Regions from separate parts of the Mus musculus genome. Here regions 1, 2 and 3 are each linked to region 4. Evidence: chromatin contacts called from public HiChIP or PLAC-seq, Micro-C and promoter capture Hi-C data. All regions are on one chromosome and are shown on one strand. The core of a region is the stretch at or near the end of the contact, and the rest is flanking DNA. Distances in the headings are between cores, read along the strand shown.

Evidence for each region. Hi-C and Micro-C count contacts between places; a contact is called where the count stands out from the background. HiChIP or PLAC-seq counts read pairs in DNA pulled down with a chosen protein or histone mark. Capture Hi-C pulls out chosen DNA fragments and counts their contacts.
Region 1: a promoter capture Hi-C map of liver shows a contact between it and region 4. The contact joins the promoter of Dhx37 here to the promoter of Scarb1 in region 4. A contact is called at or near these places in 3 of 484 Hi-C or Micro-C datasets (the G1E-ER4 cell line and embryonic stem cells), 7 of 115 datasets of contacts at active chromatin or transcription factors (the SCID.adh cell line, effector CD8 T cells, embryonic stem cells and 2 more) and 2 of 9 other capture datasets (adipose tissue and liver).
Region 2: a Micro-C map of the G1E-ER4 cell line shows a contact between it and region 4, with 4 times the contacts expected there. The contact joins the enhancer-like site here to the promoter of Scarb1 in region 4. A contact is called at or near these places in 4 of 484 Hi-C or Micro-C datasets (the G1E-ER4 cell line, brown adipocytes and embryonic stem cells), 7 of 115 datasets of contacts at active chromatin or transcription factors (the SCID.adh cell line, effector CD8 T cells, embryonic stem cells and 2 more) and 3 of 9 other capture datasets (adipose tissue, liver and pancreatic islet).
Region 3: an H3K4me3 HiChIP or PLAC-seq map of bone marrow-derived macrophages shows a contact between it and region 4, with 4 times the contacts expected there. The contact joins the enhancer-like site here to the promoter of Scarb1 in region 4. A contact is called at or near these places in 2 of 39 promoter capture datasets (both in liver), 6 of 15 datasets of contacts at CTCF or cohesin (CD8 T cells, the NIH/3T3 cell line, embryonic stem cells and 2 more), 100 of 484 Hi-C or Micro-C datasets (the 63-12 cell line, the AtT-20 cell line, B cells and 58 more), 26 of 115 datasets of contacts at active chromatin or transcription factors (the 230-238 cell line, the HPC-7 cell line, the NIH/3T3 cell line and 14 more) and 5 of 9 other capture datasets (adipose tissue, bone marrow-derived macrophages, embryonic stem cells and 2 more).

The regions. Positions count from the first base shown.
Region 1 is chr5:125,431,979-125,435,752 of GRCm38.p6, reverse strand. It overlaps Dhx37 (DEAH (Asp-Glu-Ala-His) box polypeptide 37), which reads left to right and starts at 1,705. Exons shown (of 27, transcript NM_203319.1): 1 at 1,705-1,818. The coding sequence starts at 1,716.
Region 2 is chr5:125,457,105-125,460,806 of GRCm38.p6, reverse strand. It overlaps Bri3bp (Bri3 binding protein), which reads right to left. Exons shown (of 3, transcript NM_029752.2): 3 at 1-3,702. Among named protein-coding and RNA genes, the nearest start is that of Gm40325, 5.6 kb to the left of the region's middle. Within about 2 kb of position 2,161, at least 13 of the 459 cell types and tissues checked have an H3K27ac peak or open chromatin away from gene starts, as enhancers often do. A contact at or near this core is called in the G1E-ER4 cell line, where this site is marked.
Region 3 is chr5:125,271,993-125,275,473 of GRCm38.p6, reverse strand. No RefSeq gene overlaps it. Among named protein-coding and RNA genes, the nearest start is that of Gm32585, 21 kb to the right of the region's middle. Within about 2 kb of position 1,488, at least 61 of the 459 cell types and tissues checked have an H3K27ac peak or open chromatin away from gene starts, as enhancers often do. A contact at or near this core is called in the BV-2 cell line, ECoMG myeloid progenitors, the HL-1 cell line and 11 more, where this site is marked.
Region 4 is chr5:125,339,649-125,343,358 of GRCm38.p6, reverse strand. Scarb1 (scavenger receptor class B, member 1) reads left to right here and starts at 2,265. Exons shown (of 13, transcript NM_016741.2): 1 at 2,265-2,602. The coding sequence starts at 2,477.

The DNA.
Region 1 (3,774 bases), core at 456-2,955, 93 kb before region 4:
GTAGGCCATGAGGTCCACCACCCTGTTGCTGTAGCCATATTCATTGTCATACCAGGAAATGAGCTTTACAAAATTGTCATTGATGGGAGCAGGGCAGAGGGAGGCCATCAAGCCACAGCTTTTCAGAGGGGCCATCCACAGTCTTCTGAGTGGCAGTAATGGCATTAGACTGTGGTCATGAGCCCTTCCACGATGCCAAATTTGTCATGGATGACCTTGGCCAGGGGGGGCTAAGCAGTTGGTGGTGCAGAATGCATTGCTGACAATCTTGAGTGAGTTGTCATATTTTTCATGGTTCACAAACATGGGGGCATCGGCAGATGGGGCAGAGATGATGATCCTTTGACCCCACCCTTCAAGTGGGCCCCAACCTTCTCCATGGTGGTGAAGACGCCAGTAGACTCCACGACATACTCAGCACCGGCCTCACCCCATTTGATGTTAGCGGGGTCTCGCTCCTGGGAGATGGTGATGGGCTTCCCGTTGATGACAAGCTTCCCATTCTTGGCCTTGACTGTGCCATTGAATTTGCCGTGGGTGGAGTCATACTGGAACATGTAGACCGTGTAGTTGAGGTCAATGAAGGGGTCGTTGATGGCAACAATCTTTACTTTGCCAAGTGCAGCACAGAAGGCAGCCCTGGTAACCAGGTGCCCAATATGGCCAAATCCGTTCACACCAAATCTTCAGCACATATCAAACTTTCAGCATTTTGTCTATGGGACAAGACTGGCACTGCACAAGAAGATGCCAGCTCTTTCTGGAACGGAGGAGAAGAGAGCTATGTTTGCTTTTTGTTGACAGGGTTTCTCTTGTGTATCCCTGGAACTTGCTCTGTAAACCAGGCTGGCTTTGAACTCAGAGATCCACCTGCCTCTGCCTCCTGAATGCTGGAATTAAAGGTGTCTATCCCCTATTTTGGGGATATGGCTATGGCTGATCTGGAAATGTACATACCAGGCTGGTCACAAACTCACAGAAATCTACTTACCTCTATCCTCTGCCTTCTGAGTGCTGGATGGGTTTAAGGGCTCCCACACCTGGTGATTTATTGTATTTTTACGTGTGTGTGTATATGTGTGTGTGTGTGTGTGTGTGTGTGTGTGTGTGTGTGTGTGTGTACGCGCGCGCGCGTGTCTGTGTATTTTTTAACGTGTGTATTTTAGACACATTAGCGCAGTTCCCATGGAGGCCAGAAGATGGCGTCGCATCACCTGGAACGGTTGTGTCACTGCTTTTTTTGTTTTGTTTTGTTTTGTTTTTCGAGACAGGGTTTCTCTGTATATCCCTGGCTGTCCTAGAACTCACTCTGTAGAGCAGGCTGGCCCAGAAACCCGCCTGCCTCTGCCTCCCAAGTGCTGGTATTAAAGAATGCCATTGCTCTAAACGGCTGAGCCATCTCTTCAATTAACAATTAATATTGTTATACAGTTCAAATGTCTCAGATCATATCTGGCAGGACAGTTTGGTCTTAAAACTCAGACTCCTCAGGCACGTCTAGGCCCGGCCCCCTTATTTACATAAGGACCGCCCACAGACAGAGTACGCCGGCCTTTTCCGCTACGACCTCCCTTTCCGGCGCGTCGGGCCTCCAGTTCCGCCCCTCAACTGCTGAGGCGCGGCTCTTGCGCATGCGCAACCCGGAAGTCTCCTAGCCAGGTTCGGTTTCCCTGGGAGCTGGGCTGAGGGAGCCACGCGCGTGGCGCGAGGGAGCCATGGGGAAGCTGCGACGCCGCTACAACGTGAAGGGGCGGCTGCAGGCCGATCCCCGGCCCGCCAAGGGCCCTGAAGCGCCTCCCGTACGGCTGGAACTGGAGGGTGAGAAGCCGGGGACCGGGAGGGTCGCTGGAGTGGGAGCCGGGTTCCACATGACCCGCACAGGGGGCGTGACAGCCGCTCTACCGCGATATGGGGGTACTGCCCGCAGTATGGCGCGCAGATTAGTTCTTTGCATCCACTCCCAGGCCTGTCGGAATCATCTCCTTCCCAGAGACCCGTAAATGTGTGTTTCAGACCAGGCCGGTTAGCGGAGCGCCAGGCTGAGTGTTCGGGTGCTGGGGTGTCTGTGATCACCGGGGACACTGTTTTGGTCTCTGGGAATAGTGACAGCAGAATCGGAGATGGAAAACCCTGTCAACTCCAGGCATGCCTGCATACCCGGAGCCGACAAGCACAGAGAAACGATAAAATGTGTAGTAAATGGCAGTCACTCGGGTAGGTGCTAGAGGGATAGAGCAGAAGATGGGAGAGAGCGGTGTACTGGGGAAAGTAACATGGATAGTAAAATGTCAAAACCTTCTGGAGACCTGGGTGGGGAAACCCAAGGACTAGGGGACATCGGAGTTTGCGAGTTGTATAGATGATTGGGACAATATGGTAGTTCATTCCTGTAACCCCAGCTTAGGAGTTTGGGGTGGGAGGATCCCTACAGGTGTGAGGTCAGCCTGGGTTACATAGTGAGACCTTGTCTTAACAGACAAACAAACAAACAAACAAAAAAGGCTGTGTATATGAGAGAGACAGATAACACTTGTAAACCTAGCTCTAGGGAGTGATACTCATCTGAGGGCACCTGGACCATGTAGCATGTACCAGGCCAGCTTGGTGCTGGCTACAAAGCAGGACATTGCCTCGATCCCCAACTTCTAAAAGAGGAAGTGAAGAGCTATGGAAGACTTAGCAGAAGAGGGACAGGGTGAAAGGTAACGTGTCACCATGGCATATTGGTTGTGCCATTAAGAAAAGCATTACAGGTTGAAGGATGATGGGGAGGGAGGTTGGGGTTGATGCTGGAACGAGTGTTTGGATTCTGATGTATTCCGAAGGAGAGCTGGCTGGAGCTGCTGACTGCTGCTTTGCGCCTAAGCACAAAGGTGATGAGCACGGGCATTGGTCAGGTTGTGGGAGAAGGCAAATGTGGGGTATGAGTACTTGAGGCTCTGCAGACGTTCAAAGGAAAACTGAAAGCTATTGACTCAGCTCTCAAGACAGGCAAGTTCAGGGGAAACACTTTTGTAGATAGATGGCACTTAGGTAAGTCTGATGAATAGAGTTTTGGCTCCCTGAGAAGAGAGAGTCCAGCCCTGAAGGAGAGGGGAGTAGAGGAGAGCAGGGAGGAGGGTGCTGACCCAGAACTTGTGAAAAGGACTCACCTTTTTGGTTGGAATAGCAGAAGGCATGGTCAGGATCAGGCATGGACAGGATCAGGATGGTTCAGGAGGGGGGAAGAGCTAAAGCGATCCAGTAGAATAAAGTATGTTGGGCTGGTGAGATGGCTCAGTGTGTAAGAGCACCAGACTGCTCTTCCGAAGGTCAGGAGTTCAAATCCCAGCAACCACATGGTGGCTCACAACCATCTGTAACAAGATCTGACTCCCTCTTCTGGAGTGTCTGAAGACAGCTACAGTGTACTTACATATAATAAATAAATAAGTCTTTAAAAAAAAAAAAAGAATAAAGTATGTCTTCCTGGCTCCTAAGACTTGGGTTCGGGGCATGTCACTTCACTTACCTCTACCTCGGTTTTCATATCTATAAAATGGGACTTACTTTTCCTCAGTGGAATCATAACACCTTCTGGCACAGCCCACAGCTCAGTAGCCTAGTTCTGAGCACTCCATCCCAGGCTGGCCTGTGTAGTCAGGGGTGACTGAACTTCTGGTCCTCTCCCTCAAATGATTCCTTCCCCAACTGCCATACTTGGTTTTATGTGGTGCTGGGGTTGGAACCCAGGGCTCTCAGCATGGTAGCCAGGTTCCCTCCCACCTGAGCTAC
Region 2 (3,702 bases), core at 912-3,411, 120 kb before region 4:
CAGACCTCATTACGGGGGTTGGGGGGTGGGGTGGTTGCAAGCCACCATGTGGCTGCTAGGATTTGAACTAGGGACCTTCAGAAGAGCAGTCAGTGCTCTTAACCGCTGAGCCACCTCTCCAGCCCTTTTTTTTTTTTTTAAATTAATCTTTAGTGCAGGAGAGATGGCTCAATATTTAAAAGCACTTGCTATTCATGTAGATGACCCGGGTTCACTTCCCAGCACCCATATGGCGGCTCATAAACATCTGTAACTCCGTTTCCAGGGACTCTGACCATCAAGGGCACCAGGGACACACAAAGTATACATACACTCACGCAGGCCAAGCAGTCATACACATTAAGATAAAGAAATAAACCAAAGCCATAAAATGACTCTCTAATTCTGGAGGTTGCCTCAAGTGCCTCACCAAAGTAAAGAAATCCATCCAGGAGTCTGAACATCACCACAGTAAACATTTATTAAGCCGCAATGTTCACAATATTTTAATCCAATTCTTAAAGTCGATCTACAAAGACCTCTAACATCAAGCCAGTGATTAATAAATAAGAGGAATGTATCCATCACTTTGCAAAAAAATACTAAGCCTGACGCTTTTTTTTCCCTATATAAGATATTCGTAGAATCAGCTTCCCAATTAATGTTTGCGCATGTGCGTGTGTGCACACACCCCACTATGTTCACACGGAATGGCTTTCTTTCTACTGTGTCAAACTAAATACTATTTAAAATTTCCTAAGCTGAGACACAAAACAGAAACTCAACTGTGAAGAAGTCATTGGTGTTTTTTTTTTTTAATCTGCAGCTAAAAACAGGGAAATAATTACCTCTTGGGGGATTTAACTGCACATTGATCACTGTCACTAGAAATTAATTTAATTACAGGATATTTAGAGATTTATCACAGATGCAGACAGGAAACTGACACAACAGCATAAGCTTGAAATCCGCAGAGACATCGGGCGGAGAGTCGGGCATGCCACTGGCTGCCGTAGCTGTCCCGGTGGCAGCAACAATGTGCTGTTTGTGCCATCAGGACTGAAAGACAGGTTCTCCGTGTCTGTCCTAGCTATGGAAGGACCACCAAAGAGCAAAACACAGAAGGAAGCAAAAAGGCCGAAGCTTGCTGATGCCAGCCAGTGACAAGGGTATTGGGTTAAAACCCGCAAAATAGAAATCTACAATTCACAGGTGAGGAGCCCAAAGCCCAAGTACATAAATGGTCAAACTCAAAAACATTACAGAATTATCACAGGTTGCTTTGAAAGCAGCTTTCATGCTGGGGGCAGAGCTCAGGAGCCCAGGACTTGAAGGTAAAGAGGCTGAGAGGGTCGCCTTGGAAATTCCTTGTAGCTCCAGGTGCGCACCAGGCTCACCAATGCTGGCTTTCTGGGCATGGTGGTGCACAACTTTAAGCCTGGTACTTGGGAGGCAGAGGCGAGCAGATCTCTAGGTTCGAGGCCAGCCTGGGCTAGATTGAGACCCTGTCTCAGAACAGACCAAAGCAACAGGGCTTGTGAAGAAGGGAAGTGCTTCAGGCTGCCTACCAAGCACAAGATGCAGAGGAGCTTTGTTAAAGATTCTCGTGCTGACTCTTGAACATGTTGGGTTAGTTTGCTGAGACAGGGTCTTGCCACGTAGACCAGGATGGCTTTGAACTCAGCACCTTCCTATCTATCTGGAGACTGAGTCCTGGGTTTGCAAAGCACATCGGGCTTCCTGGTCACGCTGTTTCCGAGCCATCTGTGAGCAGGCCGGAGTGACAGGACCACGTGAGCAAGCAGAGCTCTTCACACACAGGGCCCTTGAGTGTGCCAGGGCCATAGGACAATGCTCCCAACCTTCCCTCAGAGGTTCTCATGAGGTCCCTAGGAAAGACATGCCTTCCTGGTTGCTTATTCACAGCTCTGCTCCTAACCCCCTGTGGCCTGCTGAGCCTCATCCCCAGGCTGCCTCTTAGGCTCGTCCCTGGGTCACTTTTATGAATTAGAGGACCCTATCATGGGTCAAAAGGCCAGCTGTGAGGACATTCTTTTCCACACTTATTGCCAGTAGAAAGAGGGTCGAGCCTCAACAAAGGGCCCAAAGGGTGGGGGATGCTAGCAACAACAGGAAGTGAGTCTGTGAAAGGTGTCTGTGTGCTATACCAACAGCCTCCTGACTAGAAAAGGGAAGAGACCACTATACAAACACTGACTACAGGCTGGGACCGGGCTAATTTGGTAGAACGCTTATGTAAAATGTAGGAGGCCCGGGGTTCCATCCCGAGCAGATGTGTTAGCATCTGTCTCTAATCCTAGCATCCAGAAGGATCGAGATCAGGAGTTCAAGGTCCTTCTCCACCACATAGCCTGTTCGAGACCAGTCAGGAGTCCAAGAGATGCCATCTCTAAAACCCCGAACCATAGGGCCAGAGAGGCTGCTCAGTGGTTAGAGCACACCGGCTGTTCTTCCAAACAACCTGGGTTTGACTTTTTCAGCATCCACAAGGCAGCTGACAGTTATCACTAATTCCAGGGCGATCTGACACCCTCTTCTCCTCTCTGCAGGCACCAGGCAAATACGTGGTACACAGACATACAAGTGTGACAAAAACAAAAAAAACAAAAACAAAAAAAAAACCACCCATATACATAAAATAATTCAAAATAAAACACCACCATCAAAAATCACCAACCCCAATACCCTAAGCTAAGCCCAGTCAGTACACTTCAGAGGCAACCAGTCCTGTCCTCGGTAAAGCAAGTACCTAATATGAGAGACGACCACCAGGGAGTTAATACTGACTTTGAGACAGTTATAATCCTTACACTATCTTTTCATTTAAAAAAAAAAAAGTATATATGTATTTATTGGGGCCAAGGGGTGGGAAGCCACAGCCCATGCGTAGAGGTTAGAAGGAAACCTGTGGGAGTGGTCTGTCTTTTTTCACCATGTTGGTCCCGGGAATCAAACTCAGGTTTGGTGGCAAGTGCCTTTCTTCATTGAGCCATATCGCCTGCCCCGCCCCTTATCTATAATAGATCCACAGTGGCTGCTGTCCAAATGTTTATCATGTTATTCGGTTAAGGAGGAGTTGTACACAGCCCTGAAGATAAGGCATGAAATAAGGTACAAAAATACATCTTTCCACATACAAAAGAGATAGGGGGAGGGGGAAGGGAAGGGAGGCCAATAAGCTGTCCACGGAATGAAAGAAGAAAAGAAAAAAATCTTTAACTACTGGGGGCTATGATTACTTCCAAACAATGCCAGGCATGGTGGTGCAACACCTTTAATACCAGCAATCAGAGGCAGGTGGATCTCTGCAAGTTAGAGGGCAGCCTGGTTTACACAGAGAGTTGCAGGACAGCCAGGGCTATGTAGAGAGACCCTGCCTCAAAAAGAAAAACAAACAAACAAACAAACAAACAAACAAGCTAAAATATATGCATCAAACACAGTAACACCATCTGAAGTTTTTTTGTTTTGTTTTGTTTTATTTTTTTTTGTTTTTTGTTTTTTTGATTTTCGAGACAGGGTTTCTCTGTGTAGCCCTGGCTGTCCTGGAACTCACTCTGTAGACCAGGCTGGCCTCGAACTCAGAAATCCGCCTGCCTCTGCCTCCAGAGTGCTGGGATTAAAGGCGTGCGCCACCACGCCCGGTTGAAGTTTTTAAAAACAAAAAAACTACTAGAATTTCAAGTAACATTCTACTCTGAT
Region 3 (3,481 bases), core at 239-2,738, 67 kb after region 4:
TCCCCGCAAACAGAGCCCCATGGGATCAGATCAGGTCTTCTTTCACTGGGTCTGAGACTAAACACACTCAGCCAGTAACAGTGACGTCCCATTCCACTCTCGTCACTAAGTCCTGTGCAACTTCATCAGCCCGTCATGTTTTGCTGACAGCAGACACTGTCTCAGCTGACCTTTTCTACCACACGTATTTTTTTAAAAGATAAATATTTATTTATTATTATATGTAAGTACACTGTTGCTGTCTTCAGACACACCAGAAGAGGGCGTCAGATCTCATTACAGATGGTTGTGAGCCACCATGAGGTTGCTGGGATTTGAACTCAGGACCTTCAGAAGAGCAGTCAGTGCTCTTACCCACTGAGCCATCTCTCCAGTCCCTGCCACACATAGTTTACGTAGTTTCCTTGCACTCAGAGTTGGCAAATGCATGCGCTTCTGTGAGTTTGAATGCATGGTCCTATCTGAGCACCCGCTGCTCCAAGTGTGTACACAGAACAGGGACTGGAGCTGGGGTCAATGGCAGGCTAGTCACCTAATGTGCAAGGAGCTTTGGGTTGGAGCCCCAGCATCAAATGAACTGGGGGCAAAAGTGTGAGGGAGAGGCAGGAAGATCAGAAGTTCAAGGTCATCTTGCTCTACACAGTGAGTTCAAAACCAGCCTGGGGCTACATAAGACCTGGATGAAGAAGGAGAAGGAGGAGGAGGAGGAGGGGGAGGAGGAGGCTGATTTGGTAGCAAAAACCTTTAATCCCACCACTCAGAAGGCAGAGGATCTATGAGTTTGAAGCTAACCTGGTTTATACAGTAAGGTACAGCCAGCTAGGACTATGTAGTGGGATTCTGTGGAAGGAAGAGGGAGAGGGGGAGGGGGAGGGGAGGGGTGGGGAGGAGGGGGAGGGGGAGGAGGAGGAGGGGGAGGAGGAGGAGGAGGAGGAGGAGGAGGAGGAGGCAGAGGCAGCAGCCCGGTGGTGGTCATACTCTTTTAATCCCAGTCTTGGGAGGCAGAGGCAGGTGGATCTCTTGAGTTCAAGGCCAGCCTGACCTACAGAGTTCCAGGATGGCCCAGGTTACACAGAGAAGCCCTGTCTCAGAAACAAAACAACAGGGGCTGGCAAGATGGCTCAGCGGTTAAGAGCTGAGGTCCTGAGTTCAAAGCAAGCAGAGGTCCTAAATTGAATTCCCAGCAACCACATGATGGCTCACCTGAACAGCTACAGTGTACTCATATACATTAAATAAATTAATTTAATCAAATAAACAAAACAACAAGAAGAAGCTAAACTTGGGGTTCAGATTCCACTTCCCCAGCGCTACCTCCCCCCTTTATCTACACACTGACCTTCCTCTCAGTGTGTAACATTTGGCAGCCGGCAAGCTTTGTCTGTTCCAGATATTCTCAGAAAGAACCAGGCAGTGGGGAGCCTGTCCAGTTGGCTGCAGGGGCTCCTCCCTGCTGAGTAGCGTGCAGGGATCGGATGGCTGCCACTGGTTGTCAGTCATCTGGGATATTTTTACCCTGTGGGCTGACACGCCCACTGATCTCTCTCCACATTTATAGTAACCCGCTTGCAAAAGCTGGTTGCTCAATCTGCAGCCTTCTGGGAACCAATGTGGAAAGGTTCCCCGACCGGTGTGTGTATGTTTGTGTGTGTGTGTGTGTGTGTGTGTAAGAGAGGTCTGTGCTGTGCGGAGGCCCCAAAGCCCCAAAAGTCTAGACCTAGGAAACAGCTGCTTACAGCACCCCCTGCTGGATCTTGGGGAAGGATCCTTTTTGGTTTGGTTTGGCCTGCCTCAGTGTGTGTGTGTGTGTGTGTGTGTGTGTGTGTGTGTCCAGAGATCCTCTTCTTCACCCTCCCTCTCCTCTCCAGGCTGGGATTACAAACACAAATGATCATGATGCCTGGCTTTCTTATGATATTAGGACTTGAACTCAGGTCTTTCTGCCCATTTTCCCGTTATTTACTGAGCTATCTCTTCAGCCCCTCCTTTTTGTTTTTGTTGTTGTTGTTTGTTTTGTTTTGTTTTTTGAGGCAGGATTCCTCTGTGTAACCTGGCCGTCTTGGAACTCATACTGTAGACCAGGCTGGCCTTGAAGTCAGAGATCTGCCTCCTGAGGAATTAAAGGCATTGCCCACATCTGACTTCAAGAATTAAATTATCAAAGAGGAAGCCATGTGTCTGTGAGATTCTGGACTTGTCTGGCCAGTGATATTCTATGAAACCCATGTGACACATGGCCCTTAGTCCTGCAGGCCCTTCAGTGTCCCATCACTCCTAGTTCTTGGAGGATGCTCTCTGTACCCTGTCACCACCTCCTATGCTGCCAGTGGAGGGTGTGTCACCTCTGATCATCTCCAGCCTCAACTAGGCCTCACTTTCATCAGCCCCTCTACCATAGCTCTATCCTAGCCTCCTCTGGGAAGCCCCCCTATGATGGTAAATTATAACTGTCAACTTGACACAGCATGGAATCACTCAAGAAGAAAGGCTGAGGGAGAGAATCCCTCAGAGAGAGATTGTGCATGGGGGCCCATGTGTGGGTATTTGCCTTGATCATTAATTGAAGTGGGAAGACTCACTCTCAGTGTGGGGCAGCACCATTCCCTAGGCCCCGTCCTGACCTGTGTAAGAGTGAAGAAAGCTAGTTAAGCATGAGCCAGCAGGCAGCATGAGTGTGTCCATTTCCTCTCTGCTCCTGACTGTGGATGCGATGTGACTCACTACCGGAGTTCCTGTCAGGAATGGTGACCTCAAACTGTAAGTGAAATGTCCCTTGTTTCTCTGTGGTGCTGTCACCACCGCAATAGAAATGACACTAGGACACCCCCCCCCATAACTGCTCCCTCAAGCTTCCCTCCTCAACACCCCTGGAGTGCTTTTGTACCCCAGTCAATGCCAGGTCGCTTTGGAATAGTTGAGATCCTAACTCTGGTTGTTGGAGCATGTACACACACACACACACACACACACACACACACACACACACACACACACACACACCAGGCCTGGCATTGTGATGGACACTCTGGTCTGTGACCCAGAAGCATGTCCAACTTCACAGGAAATATCTGCCCAACGCCTGCTGCATGCTTGGCACCAGGGTCCTGGGGTGGGGTGCAGGTGGAGGCGCCCAACCGACGCCCTTCCTCCCAGATGGCTTTGCTATCCTGCTGCTTCTTGCAAGGGGCATGGCCGAATCACAGACCTTAGCAACCCCCACCCATTTAAGACAATACACCTGAGAGAGGCAGAGACAGGGGCTTCAGGAATTCAAGGAATAAATGAGCTAGATAGCAAGGTAGAGGCCAGCCTGGGCTACATGAGACTCTTGTCAGACAAACCAAAATGAAGCCGGAGGATTATAAGTTTTGGAACAGCCTGGGCTGAAGGTGAAGCCCTAACTCAGGAAAAAAAAAAAAAAAAAAAAAAAAAAAAGCAATGAGCAAAAGCCAGAGTCTCTGCAGGGGGCGGAGCAGCCAAG
Region 4 (3,710 bases), core at 1,016-3,515:
TGTAAAGACCCCCATTTCCAACAAATTGGACACGAAGGCCTTCTTTGATGAGTAGGCTTCAGGCTGAGACTTGAGAGAGGAGGAGTCAGGCACTGAGGATCTAGAGAATTCCTTCATAATAATCATGGCTGAGAAAACCCAGTCCCTCTGGTCTGAGATGACATCAGCTCCCTTTGGATAACCTCCTGCAGACCAGATCTCTAGGATTTCGCTGCCTCATTCGGCCTCCTCCTAGGTCACATAGAATGGCCCAGTAGTGACATCAGATACCCCGGGGTTAACACTCCTAAAGAATACGGGCCACTCAGGTTCCCGTTCAAATCTAGAAGGTCTCCTCTTTGGGACCACCTTTAGCAAACATGTCCCTGAGCACCACGTAGTTTCTGGAGAGACTTTCAGCCCCACTCCCCCCACCTCCCATCTCCATCATCAGGGGCACAGAGTGGGAGCAGGTTCAGAGGAACCTGGGCTGTGAGGACTCCCACCCCGAGTCCTGAGGACCCTCTTCTGTAAGGTGGAGGTGTGAACTGCTCTTCTTAAAGCCAGTTGGTCGCTCATGAGCCTCTGAACTTGGAACATGCGCGGGTGTAACACAGCCAATGTTCCCAGGCCCCGCCCACCCCTGCTCCTTTGTCTACTGAACTTCTAGGCTCCTTTCTGTCTTTCTCCTGTGTCTACACGTGTGCATGTTTGTGGGTGCACCTGAATGTGTTGTGTGAGACAGAATATCTTACTAGGAACCGGGTTAGAGAAGTCTGGCTGGCCATCTGGCCCCAGGGATCTTTCTTCCTGTCCCTGACTCCCCTGCACTGGAACTACCAGCCTAGAGTTTGTTTTTGTTTTGGACTTACTTATTTTATGTGTGCAATTGTCTTTCCTACATGTCTGTCTGGGTACCATGGGCATGCGTGGTATACTCAGAGGTCAGAGGAGGGGCATCAGATCCCTTGGAACTGAAGTTAAGGATGGCTGTGAGCTGTCATGTGGGTTCTGGGGACTGAACCCAGGTCCTCTGCAAGAGCAGCAAGTGCTCTTAACCACTGAGCCATGTCTACCTCTGAGCCATCTCTTCAGGCCTGGGTATCTCACCTGAACACGGATGCTGGCGACCAATATCAGGTGTCAAGCACTCTACCAATACGGTCCTTTGCACAGCTAAGTCTTTATTCCATGTGATGGGTGGAATCTGTCAGGGCTGGAAATATGACTTGGCTGTCTCTGGAGAACCTACTCTGACTCAATATGAGCTAACTCTGGGTCATATTGCTGAAGGTGGTCTTCAAGAGCAGTCCTACTGGGTTTTAACAGGAGCTGGGACTCGGTTTTAACAGGTGTGGGGCTGGGTTTTCTCAGCTCCGTATCCACTTTTTGTGTCCTGAGTGGAATGCAGGCCTTGGCCTCACTGAGGAAGGAAGTCACCCCATGCCTCAGGGTTTTTTTTTTTTTTTTTTTTTTTTTTTTTTTTTTTTTTGGCTGTAACACGAAGCATTTAGAATTAAAGGCTTAAAGGCTCTGGCTGTGGTCTGAGAACGAGCTAACTGGGCACTGGGCAGAGCAGGGAAAGACAGAGTCCCTACCACCCTGCTGGTATCCTGAGTGGGGTTCATGGCCAAAGAACGCATAACTGAGCTCAACTGAGCTGGTGGTGTCTCTGGGTGATAAGGAAGAGTCAGCAGAGAGCATAGCCGCCAGGCAGTCTGATAAGCCCCTCGAACACATTCCTGGATGGAGTCAGGGGCCCAGCGCGTGTCTGGGGCCTGGAGTTTTGAGTGGAGGGTATGCTTAAGGCCTCGAGGGACACAGAATTCTGTACGAAGGGTGTGCAAAGGTCCCGGGAGACATGGAATTCCGAGGGGACAGTGTGCAAAGGCCACGAGGGACACAGAATGGAGGGTGTGCAAAAGCCCAAAGGGATATGGAATTCCGAGTGGGGGAAGTGCAAAGGGCCCCGAGGGACACGGAATTTTGAGTGGAGGGCGTTCATGGCCCAGAGGCTGGCCCGGGCTGACTGCAACTGATTTTAATGCAGGGGAGCGGGAGGCATTCGCAGGAGTCCGGAAGAAAGAAGAGGTCGCAGGGGCGGGGGTAGTGGATGCAGACGGTGCCAGGGTCTTCTGCCCTCTGTAGAGGGCACATCGGTTCCCACCTAGACCAGCAACCACCAGGAAAGCCCAGCAGCTCGGAGGGGCGGCGCCCAAAGGAAGCCACGCCCACGCCTCACCATCAGAGCACCGCCCACTCCCCGCCTCTTCCCACCCCTCGCCGGAATCCCGCGCCGAACTCGGGGGCGGGCTGCCCGGGCCATGGCGCATAAAGCCTCTGGCCACCTGCAGGGCTACTGCTGCTCCGGCCACCGCCAGGCACACACCTTGCTGCTGAGGGAGTCTCGGCTTCTGTCATCTCTGTGGCCTCCGTCACCTCTGTCTCCGTCTCCTTCAGGTCCTGAGCCCCGAGAGCCCCTTCCGCGCACGCGGACATGGGCGGCAGCTCCAGGGCGCGCTGGGTGGCCTTGGGGTTGGGCGCCCTGGGGCTGCTGTTTGCTGCGCTCGGCGTTGTCATGATCCTCATGGTGCCCTCCCTCATCAAGCAGCAGGTGCTCAAGGTGAGTGAAGTGTCTTGGGGAGATGGGGGTTGGGGATCGGGACGCAGGGTGGGACGGTGGAGCTACCTCCTCACCACCAGGGAGGCCCAGGCTCACCCCAGAGGCTTGGTCTGAGTCACCAGCGTCCCAGGAGCCTAAACCTCACTGAAGCAGAAGTATGGCCTGGTTGTCCCTGAGTTTCGACTGTAGCTGTCGCGACCTCCAGCCCTTCTGAACGCGCCGGCCGGTGACTGTACCTAGTAACCTCAGAGCTGCGCGAAACCCCTGTACATCTGTGAGGCTCCCACGGGCTCCAGTTCTTTGGGTGCTCTGCCTGTTTCCTCCCGCCCAGATGCCCCAGAGATGCCCTGGCTCGCCCCCACACTGCCTGCCAGTCTCGAGAGTTAAGCTGCTTTCTGCCCCCCACGCTCTGGCAGAGGTAGACACGACTCAGGTCTGCCGAGGATAGGCAGCCCAGCCTCTCCCTTGATCTCAGCCTTAGGCCCTGTTTTGCCCTTTCAACCGGGCACCGATATTAGGCGGGTGGTGCCGGTCCAGCCACAGACTCTGCCCTGGGATCCGGTGTCCTTCTATTTGAGCCGGGAGCTCATTAAGTCCTGGAGATTACCGAGTAATTGTGTTTTCTGAGACGCAGGGTTACTGCGGAAGGGGAAACGGGGGCTGGCTCTCAGGGAACATCCAGTTAGAACTGGATCTGGGATCCAGAAGGGGCTGTTGTCACAGGGTTTGACTGACATCTTTCCTCTTAGCGGGTTTGTTTACTGGGAGTTTAAGAATGGCTTCGTGTCCCATGTCCCATCGCCCGCTGAAAGGAGGGAATGAATGAGGGATACTCCCTCTTGGGCTGGCCGCTACCTGCCAGGTCCTGGCGGGTCTTCAGGATGGAGCCACAGGTGGCTTTCCTGGAGTTGTGGTGGGTATTTCCGAGTTCTCTTGGCCACACTGTCATTTCTCTTGCTTAGAATTTTCAACCCTTGTACATGAAGGTCCCAGGAGTTGCCCTGTCTTGGGTAGAGGGAAGATCCTTCTTGTTGGAGCATCAGAATTGCTCTGGGCCTTTCTGTTAGGTTTGGCAAAGTAGTGGTGACAGCCTTGTCTCAGTGGCAGC